Linked DNA regions of Pan troglodytes: region 1 is linked to region 2. Evidence: chromatin contacts called from public Hi-C data. All regions are on one chromosome and are shown on one strand. Each heading gives the region's core, a stretch centred on a gene start, on an enhancer-like site or on the middle of the called end of the contact. The rest is flanking DNA. Distances are from core to core; before and after follow the strand shown. Region 1 holds the start of NUP188 (nucleoporin 188). Region 2 overlaps NUP188 (nucleoporin 188).

The links. A called contact is a pair of places that touch in the nucleus more often than the background predicts.
Region 1: a Hi-C map of induced pluripotent stem cells shows a contact between it and region 2, with 1.9 times the contacts expected there. The contact joins the promoter of NUP188 here to the enhancer-like site in region 2. A contact is called at or near these places in 3 of 7 Hi-C or Micro-C datasets (induced pluripotent stem cells and stem cell-derived neural progenitor cells) and 1 of 1 datasets of contacts at active chromatin or transcription factors (stem cell-derived excitatory neurons).

The regions. Positions count from the first base shown.
Region 1 is chr11:9,509,875-9,512,729 of NHGRI_mPanTro3-v2.0_pri, forward strand. NUP188 (nucleoporin 188) reads right to left here and starts at 1,529. Exons shown (of 44, transcript XM_520414.8): 1 at 1,446-1,529; 2 at 1-21. The coding sequence starts at 1,519. DOLK (dolichol kinase) reads left to right here and starts at 1,604. Exons shown (of 1, transcript XM_001162301.5): 1 at 1,604-2,855. The coding sequence starts at 1,894.
Region 2 is chr11:9,466,831-9,469,530 of NHGRI_mPanTro3-v2.0_pri, forward strand. It overlaps NUP188 (nucleoporin 188), which reads right to left. Exons shown (of 44, transcript XM_520414.8): 26 at 1,035-1,241; 27 at 744-913; 28 at 1-65. Among named protein-coding and RNA genes, the nearest start is that of SH3GLB2, 35 kb to the left of the region's middle. Within about 2 kb of position 1,286, at least 5 of the 24 cell types and tissues checked have an H3K27ac peak or open chromatin away from gene starts, as enhancers often do. A contact at or near this core is called in induced pluripotent stem cells, where this site is marked.

The sequences.
Region 1 (2,855 bases), core at 279-2,778, 43 kb after region 2:
GTCCACAGTTCTCTACTGCTCCTGCAAAATGAGAGAACAGAGGTAATTTTGCTCTTTCTGATCATACAAACTTGTTCACTGCCTCATAGCCATTTTGTCTACTCTCTAAAAGCAAAAAATCTCAATATACAAAATGATTTGTTAAATTTTTGGAAAGTAATCTTGTTATATAATAATATTGTTAGGGCCGGGCACGGTGGCTCATGCCTGTAATCCCAGCACTTTGGGAGGTCGAGGCGGGCGGATCATGAGGTCAGGAGATCGAGACCATCCTGGCTAACACAGTGAAACCCTGTCTCTACTGAAAATACAAAAAATTAGCCAGGCGTTGTGGCGGGTGCCTGTATCCCCAGCTACTTGGGAGGCTGAGGCAGGAGAATAGCATGAACCCGGGAGACAGAGCTTGCAGTGAGCCGAGATCGTGCCACTGCACTCCAGCCTGGACGACAGAGCGAGACTCCGTCTCAAAAAAAAAAAAAAAAAAAAAATTGGGGAAAACACTGCTGGCACAGGGAAGGATAAGAGACAGGGATGTTTAACTTTGAGGGAGGGTGGTGGGAAGAACGAAGACCTTCGAGCTGCAATGTGGAAGACAGAGGGAGGCGTGGTGGTCTGGTTATAGCACTGGAGGCACGCAGACTTCAGCCTGAATGCTCTCTTTATCACTTGGCTAGCTCTGAGCCGGACTTCTGAGTCATCTGTGAAATAGAAGGCGCCTCTCGGAGTTGCGAGAATTGAATGAGATAACTCATGGGAAGCGCTCCACCAGGGTCTGACGCTAGAAAGCACTTTGTCAAAATTGTAGCTTTCGTATATAATATTTCATCTTCTTGTCCCTAAAGCCTAGTTCAATTCCTGAAATCTCCTGGAGGATTTGGACATGCTGGCTGACTGATTCAGTGCAAGAAAAGAACGATACGAGGCGCGGAGAGGACAGAAGCCGCAAGCGTGGCTCCGCTCAACGCGAAACAAAATCCTAACAAGAACAGATCGCGGGAGAGGTCGGGGAGCCAGCAGGGCGCACTCGACGCCGGGGCAGGACACTGGGAGCCTGCAGCAGGGACGTGGGTGGGGGGTACCCCAGGCGACCGCAAAGCTCCCCGTGGCTCGAGGGAGCGTCACGGCCGGAGAAGGAAGCGCGGGTGGGGCGCCAAGAGACGCGCCGGAGGTGAGAGAGGAGGAAGGCAAAGGGCCCTGGGTGAGGAGATGGGAGGCCGAGCGCGGAGGGAAGGGGTGAAGAGCCGGCCCCCCTCCTGAAGAAGACTTCAGATCCCCGCGCGCGGGGACCATTTGGACGTAACCGCCTCCCGTCTCGGTGCCCGTCCAACCAGCCGGGGTTGGCCCTGCCACCGTCGCCACATCCCGCCTCCAATTCCCGCCCCGCTTCCGCTCGGCTTTGACACCGCGCTTCACAGCCACCCTGGTCCATTCGACCCGCTCCGCACCTCACACACGGCCCGCCGGCGGCCGCCGCCATCTTCGCGCGCCCGCGCGCCCTGACCCCGCCCCCAGACGCCATGCCCACGTGACCGCTCGCCCCCGGATCCGGAGCGTGGGCGGGGATTTCGTCACGTGACGTTGCCGCGGGGCGGTGCCAAGATGGCGAGGCCCAAAGAGGTGAGGAACCGGCAGCGGGGGCGGCTGTAACTGTGAGGAAGGCTGCAGAGTGGCGACGTCCACGCCGTAGGTTGGAGGCTGTGGGGGGTGGCCGGGCGCCAGCTCCCAGGCCGCAGAAGTGACCTGCGGTGGAGTTCCCTTTTCGCTTCTGGAGAACGGAGGGAGAAGGTTGCTGGCCGGGTGAAAGTGCCTCCCTTTGCTTGACGGGGCTGAGGGGCCCGAAGTCTAGGGCGTCCGTAGTCGCCCCGGCCTCCGTGAAGCCCCAGGTCTAGAGATATGACCCGAGAGTGCCCATCTCCGGCCCCGGGGCCTGGGGCTCCGCTGAGTGGATCGGTGCTGGCAGAGGCGGCAGTAGTGTTTGCAGTGGTGCTGAGCATCCACGCAACCGTATGGGACCGATACTCGTGGTGCGCCGTGGCCCTCGCAGTGCAGGCCTTCTACGTCCAATACAAGTGGGACCGGCTGCTACAGCAGGGAAGCGCCGTCTTCCAGTTCCGAATGTCCGCAAACAGTGGCCTATTGCCCGCCTCCATGGTCATGCCTTTGCTTGGACTAGTCATGAAGGAGCGGTGCCAGACTGCTGGGAACCCGTTCTTTGAGCGTTTTGGCATTGTGGTGGCAGCCACTGGCATGGCAGTGGCCCTCTTCTCATCAGTGTTGGCGCTCGGCATCACTCGCCCAGTGCCAACCAACACTTGTGTCATCTTGGGCTTGGCTGGAGGTGTTATCATTTATATCATGAAGCACTCGCTGAGCGTGGGGGAGGTGATCGAAGTCCTGGAAGTCCTTCTGATCTTCGTTTATCTCAACATGATCCTGCTGTACCTGCTGCCCCGCTGCTTCACCCCTGGCGAGGCACTGCTGGTATTGGGTGGCATTAGCTTTGTCCTCAACCAGCTCATCAAGCGCTCTCTGACACTGGTGGAAAGTCAGGGGGACCCAGTGGACTTCTTCCTGCTGGTGGTGGTAGTAGGGATGGTACTCATGGGCATCTTCTTCAGCACTCTGTTCGTCTTCATGGACTCAGGCACCTGGGCCTCCTCCATCTTCTTCCACCTCATGACCTGTGTGCTGAGCCTTGGTGTGGTCCTACCCTGGCTGCACCGGCTCATCCGCAGGAATCCCCTGCTCTGGCTTCTTCAGTTTCTCTTCCAGACAGACACCCGCATCTACCTCCTAGCCTATTGGTCTCTGCTGGCCACCTTGGCCTGCCTGGTGGTGCTGTACCAGAATGCCAA
Region 2 (2,700 bases), core at 36-2,535:
ATGTTTCAGAGGGAGGAGAAAGGGTTCCAAACAGTGGACTGGTTAAATTTTCCCAAAACTTGGGTCTAAAAAGGAAATAAATGTTTGAAATCATAACTTTTTCCCTCTCACAGTCATTTTCTCCTCTCTCAAGCTCCCTTTGGTCGTCACTTCATATTTTACCAGTCTCAATCCTAATATGTGTCTGATAAGTCAGTTGTTCCCGTATAAATGAAAGGTTTCCATAGATAAAATTACATTTTCCTCTCATGAATCACACTTATGCATTATAGAGTTGATCAATAAAAACTCTTCAAGATTCCTTCCACTGTAGATTCCCAAAAGCCCCACAGAAGAGGAGGGAGGGAAATAAGACAGCAGACTCCCAAATTTAGCCTTTTAACACTCCTTCCCTTTGTGCCAGCAGGTCCAATAGAATGGAATGTTTCATTCAATCCAGTGACTTGAGCAAGCCCCTCTCTCCTGAATCTACTGTTTCTCAAGAATAATGAGTTTTGATGCAGCTAGTTAGCAAAAGGCAGGAACACAAAAGCAACTGAACCTTCCAGGTGCTTAATATTTAAAGATCCTTAATACTTGCAGCAGCATTAGAAAGAGAATTAGTGTAAAACTCCCAGGTATTGAACCAGGACTAAGCACTCTTATTCCCAGTGAACTGTCACAACAAACCTCTGGGATAAGAGCTATTATTACTCCCATTTTATAGACCAGAACAATGAAACTACTCCCAGAGGCAGACTTACTTGGTTCGGAGGACCAGCATGGCACTGTCCCTCCGATCCTGCCACAGAGCATGCAAAAAGGCAATGGCGGCACGATGCAGCAGGGGTGGGCACCAGTACCGATCTTGCTGTTGGGAATCAATCAGCTCCAGCACTGCATGGAGACAGCTCCACATCCCAAGGCTGAATTCCTGCAAGAAGGGACAGGTAAGAGTTCAGTTCCACAGCCACTGCCAGCAGCTGTACTTGCAGAGCCCAGCATCTGCCTCCCAGTGAGCCAACTCCCAGTGTCATCCCAGGTTACAGGCTTACCTTTGAGCCATCACTGCCATCCTTAACTTCCAGGTTCAGAAACAGTTCGATGAGGCCTGGCTGGGTCTCTACTGCAACCGTGAGGAACTCTAGAATCATGACTTTGATGCGCATGTCCTCAATTTTGCTCTGCAATCGGGTCAGGAAGGCATCACGAATGGCAGCCGCATCATTGCCCAGACAAGCATACACTGACATTGGGGCCACCTGGTGGAGACCGGAACACACAGGCTTAGAGCTCTGCTTCCACAAAAACCTCAATGGGCTCCCGCAGAAGGGCACTGAAGAGCTCCCAGAAAATTGGCAGAAAGGGAAGCATCCAGACTACAGCTCTGGGCTAAAAGGGACATCACCACAAACAAGCATGAGATGCCCGCAAATTCACAGGAAAGACAGTAATCAGTATAAAGAAATGCTCAACTTCCCTCATGGTTAAATAAATACAAACTGAAAAGTGAAACTTTTTTTGCTTATTAGATTGGCAAAGACTAAACAATGATGAAGCCCTTGCAGCAAGGATAGAATACTTGGTGTTATAAGCATAAACTGTTACAATGTTTTTTGGAAGGTAATTTGGAAATATCTAATAAAAAATATCATGTTCATTTATACCTACATAAATCTTTGGAACTGTAAACAAATGTTTACAGGGTGGTAGGGATAATAATGTTCACTGCAGCACTGCTTGTAATAGTGAAAGACAGAAAGTAGCGCAAATAAATCAGGATGCATCCATTCTAGGATGTGATATGCAAACATTAAAAAGAATGAAGGAAGTCCAAATTAAAAAAAGGAAAAAAGACAAAAAAGAATGAAGGAAGTCCAAATGTGCCCATGTGGCATGAAGCACATCAAGACTGCTTGATATGGTATCAAGTGAAGGGAGCCAGTCATAAAACAGTACCAGGGGCCAGGCACAGTGGCTCACGCCTGTAATCCCAGCATGTTGGGGGGCTGAGGCAGGCAGATCACTTGAGATCAGGAGTTCGAGACTAGCCTGGCCAACATGGCAAAACTTCGTCCCTACTAAAAATACAAAAAAATCAGCTGGGTGTTGTAGTGGGCGCCTGTAATCCCAGCAACCTGGGAGGCTTAGACAGGAGAATCACATGAACCTGGGAGTGGAGGCTGCAGTGAGATCATGCCACGGCACTCCAGCCTGGGTGATGGAGTGGGACTGTCTCAAAAGAAAAACAGTACCAGGAAGGGCCGGGCGCGGTGGCTCATGCCTGTAATCCCAGCACTTTGGGAGGCCAAGCGGGCAGATCACGAGGTCAGGAAATCGAGACCACGGTGAAACCCCGTCTCTACTAAAAAAAATACAAAAAATTAGCCGGGCGCAGTGGCAGGCGCCTGTAGTCCCAGCTACTCGGGAGGCTAAGGCAGGAGAATGGCTGAACCCGGGAGGCGGAGCTTGCAGTGAGCCGAGATCGTGCCACTGCACTCCGGCCTAGGCAACAGAGCGAGACTCCGTCTCAAAAAAAAAAAAAAAAGAAAGAAAAACAGTACCAGGAATTCTGCTTTTATAAAGAACAAAAGTACACACTCAAATACTTTTTTTTTTTTTTTTTTTGACTCTGTCGCCCAGGCTGGAGCACAGTGGTGTGAACTCGGCTCACTGCAACCTCCACCTCCTGGGTTCAAGCAATTCTCCTGCCTCAGCCTA